4 separate regions of the Mus musculus genome follow, and all the other regions are linked to region 4. The links are chromatin contacts, called in public HiCAR-type, HiChIP or PLAC-seq and promoter capture Hi-C maps. All regions are on one chromosome and are shown on one strand. The core of a region is the stretch at or near the end of the contact, and the rest is flanking DNA. Distances in the headings are between cores, read along the strand shown. Region 1 holds the start of Eya1 (EYA transcriptional coactivator and phosphatase 1). Region 2 has its middle 25 kb from the start of Slco5a1. Region 3 has its middle 30 kb from the start of Gm39592. Region 4 holds the start of Lactb2 (lactamase, beta 2).

Region 1 (3,403 bases), core at 717-3,216, 650 kb after region 4:
CAAAATCAGCATTTATTGACAATGTTGACTGAAATACTTTTGGTTATATGATAAAAAGATTCTGTTCCTGCTGCAAGGACCTCTTTTTTTCCCATTGTATTCTTAGGAAATACATTTTCACACTCCAGTGGAAATTTTCTTTTTCAAAAAATCATTTATCATGCCTGTGAAACTCACAGAGCAGCTGACTTTATTTGGCACTTAAAAGTTGAACTGAACGGTGGCTCAATTAGACTTCTATGTCTGTCACCACAAAGAGTTTTCAAAGGCTGAAAATCCACAGCTGCTTGCTTACTTACTAAACACTTTGGGCCTTAGGAGAACTCAAGCATCGAGAAAGTCAAATATTAAATGTTTGATCATATGAAGGCATGACTATTCCTGTGTGCATGTCCCCAAACTCTAAACAGAGCGGGGGAAAGACTCTCACAAGCATAAAATAAAACCTTCTCTGAAAGACATTAGAAAGACAACTTCAAACCTATACAGCTACACACCATGATTCCCAGCTAACAAGTTTCTATACCCCTGGCCATCTTAAGAAATGAAACTTAAAAACACTTGTCTAAACTCAATGACAGTTCATAATGTATTGAATTATTGCAAACGTTATGCTTAAATGTCTTCAAAATTCCTCCCAAGAGTGTAAGCCTATGAGTTGTTAGCAATTCAAATACTGATTTTGAAGGGCCGTGCTTTACACGAATATTCAAAAGTTTCAAAATCTGGAGTTTAGCTTCCAAGTGCATTCAAATCACAAAAAGGGCCAGAGAGGGACAAATACTTTAAGGGACCAAAGGCTTATTGTATCGAATACTGAAGATGAGCCTGCTTAGTAAAGTCTTTGATAAATTTGCTTTGGAACAAAAAGGTGTCCTTCTTGAAAACATAGTTATCAGCTCGTTGTTCATCTGCTGAGTTTTCCGTTGTAAACCTTTCCTCATTTATCAACCTAGCCGTAGAAAAAGTGATCTGTGTAATAAATACCACTAAGTATACCTTTCGTACCTATACATCTATGTATGGATATAACCCTGTTCAATACCACTCAATATTCTGGGGCTAGTGCAGCAATTAAGAAAAGATATGAAATAATTCCCCCGTCTGAGAATATTACCTAGTGTTCTACTTATCTATAAAAATCAGAACAAAAGTAGTTAATTTGCAATGATCCTTTAATGATCCTAATGGCTCCGATCATTTGGAGGGTAAAGATTACAATTTTACGACGGAACCCAGCGGCTTCTAAAGTCCCAGAAACAGTGTTATTGTTTTCCCCAAGCCACAGTGCTTTTTTTCTTTGAAAACAAACCAAAACCCTAATAAAGGCTCTCCAGTTATCTCGGGCTTTGCCCACCAGACAGTAAGTAGTACTTGGTCATTACAGTTTTTCAAACACCAGCTTGTACTTACAGCGCTCACATCTGCTGCCTCCACCGGTTTAGTGTGCTCCTTGGAGTTTTCTGTGTTAGCAGACCTCCATTCCTGACATAGTTTGGCTGCTGTGCAGGAACACGGGGACCCGGGAGCTCTCAGAGGCGCTGTGACGCGGCTGGCAGCGGAGCGCAGAGGCCGGGGATTGCCCGGCTCCCGGGGACTGCGCCCGGGCGCTGCTGCAGGCTCGGGCTGTGGAGCGACTGAGCGCGATCGCCTTCCCCAGGAAGGACCCCGCCACCGCGCACCGCCACAGGAAGGCTTCCAGTCGGAAGTGGCCCTGCACACTCGCTACCTCGCCGCAAGCTCGGAGCCATCAGCTCGCCGCGGTCTGTTTGGGAACGGCTTTGCGCCCCAGCGAACGGCAGCGGCAGATAGCATCTGAGACGCCTAGACAAAGAAACAGCAAAATCTCATCCCCCGATTTGTTTGCGCAGCCTTGTAGGTCTGCCCACGAAGCCTCGGGGCTTTTTGTTTTGTTTTGTTTTTGCAACGCAAACCACAGCTAGTCTCTTGTCCTAACCTTATTGGTTTAAATGCAACAATTGAGAGGAGCAGAGCTTGGTCTGACTCAACCTCGCTGCTTTAAAAAAAAATTTATTATGTAAATGACGCGCCCCATGATATCTGAATAAACAGCTGTGGGGGAAGAACTTGTGGGAACCTCTGTCAACACACACACATCCTCCCGCGCCAGTAGCTCCCAATTAAGATCTTTGGGGAGTAGTTGCATGTTATCTTTTACACTTTTTCAATACTTTTTTTAAAATTTTTTTTGAGGACCTGAAACTTAGGAGAACGGATACTTTTAACACTTTTTCCTAAAGTACCTACCTACTTACAGGTCTGGAGAAGATTTAAAAAAAAAAAGCTGTTTCTATGAAGTAGAGGGAGAATGGGCAAACGTGTTAGCTATTAGCAGCTTAACAATGAAAGCCTGGCGGAGGATTCTGCAAGGGTTGCTAGGAGGCCAAAGGCTTCAGTTCTTTGGCTAGGACCCAGATAATATTTCACCATTAACATTTTTAAATGGGTCTTGAGAAGAGATTCGTTTAGTCTGGAACTTGCTTTGCAACTTATCCTTTTAAAAACTCACAACCTTAATTCAGAATCTATGAGTTAGGCGTTCGTTCGGTGACACCTAGGAGCTGAGCTTCAGTTAACAAACTATGTTTTATCCAAGTCAAGGGTTTAGCCATTATGATAATTTGTAATCTTGAAAGAAGGCGTCTCCTTATATGGGTTAATATTTTGTCGGTCCTATATCACAGTTTAAATGCAAATGCAAACTAACACTCACTCTGAAATTAAGTCTGGATATGCATTTTAAGAAGGTATTTTTATCATCACCAATATTTCTATTCTATGTGCTCTTTTTATTAAAAAAAAAGTCTCCTTATTTTAATTTCTCACCTTGGTATGAACATGTTTTTACATCACAGTAACTTCACATCAACTAATAGAGGAGATAGATGGGTCCTACCTTAACTCTGCCAATTAGGAAACGAAAGCACCTTCAGATGATGCAAACAAAACCCAACTAAATGGTTCTAAGGACCAAAATTCCAAACAGGAGTTCTCCCTTCCCCTCCTAGAAAGGATGCCAGTCTAAATTCCTTGCAAAGGAGCACTTTGTCAAACCTAAGAGGCAGCTGGGACTTCAAACTCACCTAGGATTTCATCTTGTTCAGCACCAGCAAGGAACCATGAGCTAGGTATCTACCATATTTGGGAAGCCAGGTCAAAAAAACAGTTGATTGCTATTGGATCATATATGCAGCTGACATAGTTACGTTACCTCCTACAGCACTCTCTCAGACCAGAAGGATCAGTTATTCAACATACCAAAGTGCATGTGCAGAAAAAACAAAGTCTATTATGGAGTTTTCTGTTGCAGTCAGGTAAAATCTAATGCTACATTAGTTCTATTTACAATACCAAGCACCCAGACAGTAACTTCTTTTGCACT
Region 2 (3,348 bases), core at 58-2,557, 640 kb before region 4:
TAACCTCTGAGCCATCTCTCTAGCCCACAAAGTGAATTAATATTGAGTAGCAACTTTATCATCCCAATACAATAACATATATATGTATATATATATATATATATATATGTATATATATGAAGAGAGAGAGAGGAGATACGCACATATTTCATATGACACAAAACCCAGTAGCTATGAAAATTTTCTCTACACACAGGATAAATTTTTAAGTTTTAAGTTTTTTGTCTTTTAGTTCGTAAATTTATATTTAAGTTGGTATAGAAAAACCAGTGATTTTTTCAAGTATTTAATAAGACTATTTCAATAATATACTTTAAATCAACCCTTAATTTTTTTTCATTTTACTTATCATTTCTGTGTGTGAGTACACGTGTTAAAACACTGTGTATATAGAAGTCAGAGGATAACTGGCAGAAGTCATTTTTCTCCTTCTCTCATGGGCAACTCAATGGTTAAACTCAGGTCTTTGGGCTTTGGAGCAAGTGCCAAGCACTTGCTAAGCAGCCTTGTGGTCCTCTAGAAAGCTCTCTTCTAGGCAAGACCTAATAACATCATCCTTTTGCCCATTATAGAGATATAAAGGCTTGAATGCCACTGCTTGTATGGACTGGCATCTTCTATAATCTCATCACAAAACAAAAACAACAGAAAGATTTATCATAATACACATCCATGATGTTGTGACAATCACAAAATCAAACAAAAATTTCACATTTACAAACTATACCTGGAAAAGTATTCCTACCAGACATCGTGGCATACACCTTTAATCCCAGCTCTCAGGAGGCAAAGGCAGGCAGCTGTGAGTTCTAGGACAGACTGGTCTACATATCAAATTCTAGCACATCCAGGGCCCCATGATGAGACCCTGCCTTTAGAAGAGAAGGTGAGAAGGAGGCTGGAGAGATAGCTCCGCAGTTAAGAGTGTGGAGAGCCGTGCCGTGAGCAATCGCCATTATAAGATGGCGCTGGCTTCCACTGTGCCTAACTAGTAAACAAGCCTTGTGCGCAAGTGCAAGAGTGAATTCACGCCCAGTCACTGCCCATCTCGGGGTGTAGTAATGGGGTGATGGGCGAGAAACTAATCAGGTGCTGTCACATCAGGTGCTGAAACGTCACGCTGTGGGCTATATAAGCAGCGCCATTTTCCGGGTTCGGGGTGTTCCTGAGAAGTAAGCAATAAAAGCTTTGCCATAGAAGGATCCGGTTGTCCGAGTGAATTCTTGCCGGCGAGATACTAGCTTGGGCGAGATAAGAACACCAGCTAATCTTGCAGAGGATCCAGACGCAGCTCCTAGCACTCTCATGATCATCTGTAACTCCAGTTCCAGGAGACCCAACATCCTCTTCAGACCTCTTTAGACACCATGTATGCACAGATATGCTTGCAGGCCAATCACCCACACATAGATTATTCATGTGTTTTTTTATTCAGAATACATAAAGTTAGTAATTTTTTTAACTTATCTATGCTTGTGTGCACTTGTAGCCTCCCCCAGCCTTGAGCAGGCTGGCTCAGACCTGTTCTACCACTGTGAACAAGACCACCTAGGGTGGAGTCTTCTGACCTAGATAGGCCTATTGTTCTGCCACCTCTGCCGTTTTTTTCTCCAAGACACCGCTACCTGCTGAGAGGCTATCCTGAGGAAACAAGATCCTGGCGTGGTGAGGGAAAGGATCCCCCCACCCTTTATAAATTCAGACTCTTAAGTAAACTTTGGGCCTTGATCAGTATCTTTGTCTTGCTCTCCTTATTTCTCTCACCATTTTCTCCCATGCAGCCCCAGCTTCCCTTTCAGGAACCCGGTTCGCATAGCTGTGGTCAGTTACATGCACTTGCCTGTGGCGGTAGAGGACAACTTGTGGGAGTCAGGTCTCTCCTTCTACCACATGCCTTTTGGAGGGTTGGTGGCAAAGGCCTAAGCATCTTTTACTATACATCACTTAAAGATATTTTTATTTTATTTCTCTAATCATTTAGTAAGATATTTTGTATGTCACTGAAAACTCATGATTGGTACTCTCCATACATCAAAAAAGTGTCACAAAGGAGTCATGCTTGACTATTAACAAGTCAGATATTCTGGAGGGTGGTTTGTTGGTTGTTTGGTAGCTTAGGACCACTGGTGTGTGCTACCTGCAGTCTTTAGTTCTTTCAAAGACTATTCAAGCTTCTCCTTTATTCTCACACTTCTTTTTAGAAGACTTACTTATTGATTTTATGTATGTGAGTCTTCAGACACACCAGAAGAGGGCATCAGATCCCGTTACAGATGGCTGTGAGCCACTATGTGTTTGCTGGGAATCAAACTCAGGACCTCTGGAAGAACAGTCCGTGCCCTTAACCACTGAGCCAACTCTCCAGCCCCACTGACACTTTTTAAAAAAGAAGTATTCCCTTCTCAACTGCCTCACTTTTTTTAAACCTTTCATAATCTCACTTTCAGGCTTCCCTCTTTATTTCAGTAGTTCTAGACTTTCACTACTTTTATTTTAGATCTTGAAGACACTTCTAATTTTTAAAGCATCTTACTTTTTCATCTACTGTAAATGATTGGTCCCTTAATTGTATTCTTTTTAAAAAACTTTTTTTTCTTTTGTTGAGGCCTGGTTTCATGTAGCCCAGGTTAACTTCAAACTGCCTGTAGCCAAGGTTGACCTTGAGCTGCTGAGTGTCCCTCAGCTAGGACATGAACATGCTCCCCTGTCCCCGTTGTCTCAGTGACGCAATCCCTTCAGCCTCCTCTTCTCGATATCCTATTCATTCACACACACACATTCCTTTTCTTCCTTTTTTAATCTTTTCTTCCTATATGCAATTGATTTCTCTTAACTCTCCCAGGATGTATGTACGGTGCTCCTGCCTATAGTTCCAACACTAGAGCAGCAGAGAGGGCCAGCCTAGGCTTCATCATGGGGTCCTGTCTTAACTTACAAAAATTAATAATCTTTTCAAGGTACTACAGTCAACTCACTTTAAAATTAAAATACTTTAAAACTCCTAGACACTTGCTATCTTCAGACACCAGGGAAACTGCTAACTTGAACCGGTTCACAGTTTCAACATTAATAGCTACACTCCTTTTTGAAAGTATCATGTCTTTGCAAACCTAGGGTTTTGGCAGGTTCTCTGGTAAAAAGCAAAACTAGAGCATAGAATAGGAGCCAAGGGCATCAGAGGCCAATCTGTTCTAAAGCCGAGCTGAAGATGTTCATATCCTTTTTTATTTTATTTTATTTTATTTTATTTTAGGTATTTTTATTACATCCTTTGTTGGGGGTGAGGCTCCGCATATGTTACAGCACTCTTCTCTTTCCATCAATCAAACTCAGCCCACCAACCTTAGT
Region 3 (3,379 bases), core at 157-2,656, 590 kb before region 4:
AGGCCTCTTCTCCCAGTTTCCTAACTCCTCGCCCACCCTGAGGGTCATGGGGGATGAGAGATTCATTGAGGTATGACAGACAGAGGAAAGGGCTGTGGATCATGTGATCACACAGCAAGCATGTGACCAGCAACGGAGCCAGATAGACCTGCCAGCCCACCCCAGAGCTGCCATAGCATGGGATCTTGGGTAGTTTCTTTTCTAAAGGCTGACGGTATCCTCTCTGTTGAAAAAGAGCCTCCAAGGTCCCAGAAGTTCTTTAATACTGAGATGTAGCTTTCATATAGAAGATCTACTACGGGGCTGGTGAGATGGCTCAGCGGTTAGGAGTGCTGACTGCTCTTCCAAAGGTCCTGAGTTCAAACCACATGGTGGCTCACAACCATTTGTAATGAAATCTGACGCCATCTTCTGGAGTGTCTGAAGACAGCTACAGTGTACTTACATATAACAAATATATATATATATATATATATATGATCTACTACATCTCCGTAATAATGCACAGCCCCATTTAGCACAATAGGCACAGCTGGCTATTTTTTCTCAGTCTCTTCAGTCTACTTTGTTTCTCCCAGCCATCTCTCTGCTCCACAGAGGTGACCATGAAGCTTCCTAATTGGGAAGCTCCCCTAAAGTCTCACACTCACTGATAGAATGACAGGCCCAAGATGAGAGCACAGAGCTAAAATAGGAATGTCAAAGGATACTTTTCACACTTGCCCTCTAAACAACACCCAGCAGACAGCCAGGAGTCTTTGAAATGTGTCCTGTAGAACCACCAGCCCCTAATCCTAGGGATGAAGATCAAGGGAGCAACAGGCTGAAGTAGAGCTTGCAATCTGCCTTGCAAGGTTGATGTTATTTGATGCTTCATCTCACCTCTTTATACAAAAAAAAAAAAAAAAAATCAAAATAAGTTATGAATGACAGACTATTTTTGACACAGTCCAAACATAGCCAAGAAGTAAGAAAAATGAGTCCCATAGGAATGGGTCTTTAACTCCAGGGACACAGCAGTCACCATAGGGTTTAGCCCCAGCACTGCATTAACCTGGAAGAAGTAACACAAGCCTGAATTGTAGCAGGTTCAAGGCCAGCAGGGTAGAGGAAGGACTTGCCTGAAAAACAGACAAACAAAACACCCAAAAGAAAACAGAACCAATTAAAAACAAACAAACAAGGCCCACAGGGCAGCAGTGGAGCTGGCCTTCGATTCCAGCACAAGGGAGGCAATGGCAGGTGGATCTCTGTGAGTTCAAGGTCAGCCTGGTGTGCAACCTATATAATGAGACTCTGTCTTGAGAAGCTAACCAAGCAAGCAAGCAAGCTAACAGAGTTACTGTGTGGAGATTCTGCTGTATTCAGACTCATGATCTCCTGCATCCTCTGGGCTCCGTAACTAACAAGACAACATATATGTGCTCAGTTGTGGAGGAGAGACTTGCCAGCCCATCCTTGGGCAGTTTTATCTCTACAAATTAAAGACGGTAGTAATTTCCATCTCTACTTACTAGCATTAACAACCCCACAAATGCTTCTGTATTTTCCCCCTTGATTAGTCTGCTACTGAATGGCTAGTAAATTTAAAATGTTTTAATGGCTTCTTTTTCCAGATAAGGTGAGTTCTACTATGCTACCTTGCTGCACTCAATCTTTAAAAAAAAAAAAAAAAAAAAAAAAAAAAAGAACAAACAAAAAGTACGAAAATCTAAAAACAACAAGCAAACAAAACCCCAAACTTCTCCCCCGACATACAGTTAAGTTTTTTGTTAAGTAATTTGCAAATTTACTTAACAAAAAACTTTTTAGTCATGTATTCTATCTTTCGAGGGGGGGGCAGGGGGGAGTGAATTTGCAAGCAGACAATAGGGATGGAACAGTTACAAAGTGGTGCTTTTCTTTGTTCCAAAGGTGGGCTGAGTGCTTCATTTTAAGCTAAGTAGATCTCCAAGAGCACAGAGAGCTCGTCCCCAGGGTCCCGCAGCACCTTCAGGCAAGTACAATTAGGCAAAGACCTCGGAAAACCCCTGGAGGGTTTCAAAACTTACCCCCTCCCTCAGACTCCAACCTGCTAATCTAATGCTAATCTTTGCTCAGAAACTACAGGTATTTTAACACCAACTAATTAGGTTTGCTAGTTCTCCGGGCGTAGGCCGGGTCTTTCCTAAAGCTTGATGTGTGTGTTATTAGCTAAGTGGGTCTATATACTCCCGAAAGCTCGCCTGACCCTTTTCCATGACACAGAAGTCAATGAATGGATTGATAAGACCACAAAGGAGACAGGGGGCATTTGTGCGCAGTGATTTCTCCTTTAAAGAAATGATTAACTGACAGAGTCTATTGAATGCCAAAATCTAACATCAGATTTTATTCTTAAACCAATGCAGTTTAATACAGTGGTTATAAGATAAACATTTTTATTAGTCCACAGAGAATTCCTGGGGAAACTTGGCATAAGCTCAAGATTCAAACAAAGATCATGATTCTCAATTAATTTCTGTGTCTCTGAGTCTGTCTGTCTGTCTCCCCCCTCCTTACCTCTTCTTTGCTCCATCTTTCCTGCTTCTCTTCTTCTCTCTCCATCTATCTGCTTAGGCATGTAAGTGCCCTCTACCTCAGGCCTTTTAATGTCTGTGTTTGGAGAAGTTCAGTTCTTGTGCACTCTACAAAATTCCTGCATCCTAATCAATGATGCTCCTGCTTCCTTTACTCCTCGTCCCCTCCCTCCCTCCCTTCCTTTCTTTCTTTCAATTTTTTTTAAATAGTCACATTTATATTTTATTGTTTATATTTTATTGAACACTATAAATATAGAGAAACGCTAACATATGTAGGAGGATGTAAATTAGTAGCATGCAAACATGCCACTTCATATAAAGGCTTGAGTTGCCAAGGATTTTAGCAGCCAACCAGCTTTAGGGGTAGCTTCAGAGATCCCCCATGAGCCGGGCAGTGGTGGTGCACGCCTTTAATCCCAGCACTTGGGAGGCAGAGACAGGCAGATTTCTGAGTTCGAGGCCAGCCTGGTCTACAAAGTGAGTTCCAGGACAGCCAAGACTATACAGAGAAACCCTGTCTCGAAAAACCAAAAAAAAAAAAAAAAAAAGAAATCCCCCATGAATGCTGATGGATACTCAGGGTACTCTGGAGAATGAGAAAGATTACAACATTGCCGACATTGCCGACATTGCCTCCCACAGCTATGGAGTTGAAGTCCACAAACCTGCAAGTTGGAAATGTGGGAGAATGAGGGTTTAGTTCCAGGTGGAATGTGCGTGGGCCTGAGGACCAGGACAGCAGGTGTTCCAAGTTCCAGTCTGAGTCCGCTGTGGTTTGCCCCCCAAGTTCGTGTGCTAGAAGCTTGGTTCTCGTTGTG
Region 4 (3,816 bases), core at 1,054-3,553:
TACAAATTGACCAGAACAAAGGACAAAGGACAGCTAAAGCTGTCAGTACTCCAAGAAGCAAACAAAAGCAAAAATTAAGAGAAAAAAAATGTAAGCAAATATTCAGTAAGGATTCACTATGCCACTTCTGCTGTCCAAGGCTTGGGGCTGGGAATATGAAAATAAACCTTGGCTCATCTTCCATTACAGTGGGATAACCAAGTAGAGAGAGACAGTGGATTTCATACATTACAGACCTTAAACTTAAAACCAAAAACCAAAAACTACAGTTGAGATAAACACCACAAAACCTACAGTGCATTACAATATTGTCTAAGAGGTCAGGGCTAACTTCCACAAGGAACTGACATTTTACGTGAGCTCTAAAGAGTGAGTGAAGTGGAAAAAATCGGAAGAGAACTTAAAGTCTGGAGGGCGAAATATGCCTCATCTGGGACACTAGGAAGGCTGCATGGCTGGGCCAGAGGGTGAACAAGATGGCTGCCTTTGGGAGAATGGGCTGAGGGATAAAAGCAGAGGCAGGTAACCCAGTTAGGAGGTTAGTGCAGACATCTATGCAAGAACTGAATGGGTTAATAGAAGTCAAAACCACATTGCCAAGATGGCTTGGATGTGTGCCAGGAGGAGAAAAATGTTAAGGAGTGTTTAAGCGTTTTGTTTGCTCAAATACAGTGATGGTTCTGTTTATAAGATCAACTCAGGAAGGCCTGTGCTTCACTTTAGTAGGGTTCAGTCTGAAGAGCACAGGTAATGGGGGAGAGTTAAGAAAACACACACACACACACATACACACTCACTTGCACACACACATACGCATGCATGACACACAACTGTAACTGAATAGCATGAAGTTAGGATTGCATTTAGAGAAGTACAAAACTCTGATAAAGATGGAGAATGAGAGACCAGCAGCTAGAGAGGATGTTGTGTCAGCAAGGAGGGATTGGCCAATGAGCCCCAAAGTTAGCAGAAACAGAAGTGTAAAAATGAGTTCAATGATATAGTGCCACCTATCATCTTAGACCTTTTTGTGATGCGGAGCAGTGGACACAAGTCTTGAACATCTGCTTTGGACCCAGTTAATATTTGTTTCTAATCACCCTTTAGTTTGAGTAGCATCATCTGCACGTTAATTATTTTACCATTACTTACTACCTAAAGAGCCTATAAAAATAAAACTATTACTTAAGTACAATATATGATTCCAGTGAACATTTGTGCTTAGCAACTGTTCATCTTAGTAACTTCTTCATCCAGTTTGCATAGAAACCAGCCATCTATTTTAACCCTCGAAGAAAAGCAGGCTGTGTTGAATGTCCTGGAACCATACAGCAAACTCCAGCAGGGCATTCTCCAGGGTTATTCAGACTATTTGCAATTTCCGGCTTAGGTGCTGACTTCAGAATGGGTTTAAAGTGGCACATCGAAGAGATTGTCCTGGGCTCAGACCATACTCTAGAGGTTAGGCACTCTGCTGCTAAAAGCATGCCGGAAGCCTAAAGGTCCCGTACTTTCCCCTGGCCTGATTCACTCTGGGCTAAACCTTTTATGTCTACTTTTAGAGTCCGATGCTTGTAAATATCCTTTACTCTAGAAGAGTTAATATAATAGAGACTTTAAACGCAAACAAGATATGCTTGTCATACACGATTAGTAGAAAAAGCAAGAGTTAGTTTCTCCTACCCACAGGCTGGGTTGCTCTGTCGGGTTTAGACTCCGGTTGAACTAGAAGCAAATTCTGCCCTCTACTGTAAGAGACTGGATTTAGTATAGTCAATTGCTTACAGTAAACTTTTAAGGGCCTAGTTATATGACCCAACCAAGCCTGAAAGTGGCTATGTAGCCTAGGATGGCCTCGTACTGGGGGCGACCTCCTGCCTCTGCGTTCCAAACACTGGATTTCAAGTGTGCACTAACACACAGGCTACGGTAAACTCACTCGGTCACCACCTGCGGGCAGCGAGACAGCAAGTAAACTGTGAGTCAGACTTGGGAAGCCTGTGCTTTTCTTACACCCTCTGTCCTCCGCAGAGCTCGGGGACGCGCTGGGGGCTAGCCTGGCCTCTCGCTGCCTCCCTGCCACGTGACTGCGTGAGCTGCGGGGGCTCGGGGGTGGCGTTTACCTGCTGCCGGTCCCCACCAGGTACGTGTTGGTGCCTTGCAGGGTCATGGGACCCGGGTTGCAGCCCAACACGCGCACCACCCGACTGGACAGCTGCTCGATGCGCTGCAGAGCGGCAGCCATCTCTCTATCTACCTCGGTGACCGCCGGCACCCGAATTCCAAGTCACTCAGCGTGCTGCGACCTCAGGCTCGGAGGGCAGGGCGGCGGTCTCGTGACGTCAGGCCCGGCGCGGATCACGTGGGACTTCGCTCAGTGGCCCGGAGCGGATTGGCGGCCACTATCTTACGACTTGCTGGCACGCCCGTCAGCCAAGTGACGGGGGTGGGGTGGAGGGATGAGTTCGCGGTGACTGTGGCATGAGGTGGCCTGACCCGCCCGCACTGGCCTCAGCCGGCTCCGTCGCTGAGCTTCTTGTGTCTCTGAGCCTTGTTTCCAAGTAGCTTTACATATCCATAAAGAAGAATGCAGTTACTTCATTGAAGTTAACCTCCAGAAGTGGGGGAGGGAAGGTCACAAGCTAGGCAGGTATGGGGAGTATTTACTGAGTCACCAACTTAGGAAGGAATGGCAGGCTGGTGATTTGAAGAATAGCTTACCTTTTACAATAAATGATGGCAACCAATGCTTACTTGTACCTGTGTGCGTCTAGCCAAGGGCCACCTCCGAACATTACTTTTTAATCCTCAACAACAGGAAAAAAAAAAAAAAGTAAAGAAAAGAAAGAAAGAAAATAAAAGCGACTGTGCATATCTGCAGAGGCCAGAAGACAATTTGACAATTTCAGGTGACTCAGGAACTGTGCATACCCTTCACCAGTGTTGACTTGCCACCCAGGCCAGACTGGCCAGCGGTTGACAGCCCCAGAGATTCCCATGTCTCCATCTCCCCAGTACAGGCATTATAAAAATGAGACACCATGCCCCACATTTTTACATAGGTTCTGGGGGATCAGCCTCTGCTTGTCGTGCTTATAAGGCAATCACTTTAATAACTGATCTATCGCCCCAAACCCCATTAGTTATCTACTCTTAAAATCCCACGTAGTTCTTAACTCTTTTTTTTTTTTTTTCGAGACAGGGTTTCTCTGTGTAGCCCTGGCTGTCCTGGAACTCACTTTGTAGACCAGGCTGGCCTTGAACTCAGAAATATGCCTGCCTCTGCCTCCCAAGTGCTGGGATTAAAGGCGTGCGCCACCACCACCCGGCAGTTCTTAACTCTTAACAGGCACAATTTCCCCCCATTTTATAAATGTAAATTGGAGTTTGGGAGAGCCAAGCTCTGCTTCCACTTGTTTTACATGAGCACATGGTGCTATCTGCGCAGAGTGGAGGGGCTTGTTTATCTCCTCTCTATCCTACCCTTGCCAAGGGAAATAGGTTGGTTTAGTGTCCAAGGTGAAAGTGATATAATTGCTCTGTCTTTTCCAATTTTCTCTGCCTTTCCCAATCAGCAAGTATTAAGCATTGCTTCCCACTTTAAAATTTTTAGTTATAAGTTACTTATAAGAAAATGCACAGATCCTAAGATATCCATCAAATTATGATGAATATATACCACAAAAGAGATGTAGAGTGTATTCACTACCTTAGCCTACTCCTTTTAGGAATATGGCTCCTCCAGCAAATGCTGAGGCACACAACCAAGACTGAATTCACTATGTAGAAGAAAAACCTGGGTGGACAGTCTGGGAC

The links. Promoter capture Hi-C pulls out the DNA fragments that hold promoters and counts their contacts. HiCAR-type assays count read pairs that join an accessible place to other places. HiChIP or PLAC-seq counts read pairs in DNA pulled down with a chosen protein or histone mark.
Region 1: an H3K27ac HiChIP or PLAC-seq map of embryonic stem cells shows a contact between it and region 4, with 2.8 times the contacts expected there. The contact joins the promoter of Eya1 here to the promoter of Lactb2 in region 4. A contact is called at or near these places in 1 of 39 promoter capture datasets (pre-B cells), 2 of 484 Hi-C or Micro-C datasets (embryonic stem cells and muscle stem cells), 1 of 115 datasets of contacts at active chromatin or transcription factors (embryonic stem cells) and 1 of 9 other capture datasets (macrophages).
Region 2: a promoter capture Hi-C map of embryonic stem cells shows a contact between it and region 4, with 2.3 times the contacts expected there. The contact joins the enhancer-like site here to the promoter of Lactb2 in region 4. A contact is called at or near these places in 5 of 39 promoter capture datasets (the 3T3-L1 cell line, cranial neural crest, embryonic stem cells and 2 more), 4 of 115 datasets of contacts at active chromatin or transcription factors (bone marrow-derived macrophages, embryonic stem cells, large pre-B cells and 1 more) and 2 of 9 other capture datasets (embryonic stem cells and liver).
Region 3: a contact with region 4 is called in a HiCAR-type map of embryonic stem cells, with 5 times the contacts expected there. The contact joins the enhancer-like site here to the promoter of Lactb2 in region 4. A contact is called at or near these places in 3 of 39 promoter capture datasets (the 3T3-L1 cell line, cranial neural crest and frontonasal cranial neural crest), 1 of 484 Hi-C or Micro-C datasets (embryonic stem cells) and 5 of 115 datasets of contacts at active chromatin or transcription factors (astrocytes, bone marrow-derived macrophages, embryonic basal ganglia and 1 more).

The regions. Positions count from the first base shown.
Region 1 is chr1:14,308,233-14,311,635 of GRCm38.p6, forward strand. It overlaps Eya1 (EYA transcriptional coactivator and phosphatase 1), which reads right to left and starts at 1,967. Exons shown (of 18, transcript NM_001310459.1): 1 at 1,414-1,967.
Region 2 is chr1:13,014,389-13,017,736 of GRCm38.p6, forward strand. No RefSeq gene overlaps it. Among named protein-coding and RNA genes, the nearest start is that of Slco5a1, 25 kb to the left of the region's middle. Within about 2 kb of position 1,308, at least 5 of the 459 cell types and tissues checked have an H3K27ac peak or open chromatin away from gene starts, as enhancers often do. A contact at or near this core is called in embryonic stem cells, where this site is marked.
Region 3 is chr1:13,072,780-13,076,158 of GRCm38.p6, forward strand. No RefSeq gene overlaps it. Among named protein-coding and RNA genes, the nearest start is that of Gm39592, 30 kb to the right of the region's middle. Within about 2 kb of position 1,407, at least 13 of the 459 cell types and tissues checked have an H3K27ac peak or open chromatin away from gene starts, as enhancers often do. A contact at or near this core is called in embryonic stem cells, where this site is marked.
Region 4 is chr1:13,658,206-13,662,021 of GRCm38.p6, forward strand. Lactb2 (lactamase, beta 2) reads right to left here and starts at 2,304. Exons shown (of 7, transcript NM_145381.2): 1 at 2,124-2,304. The coding sequence starts at 2,245.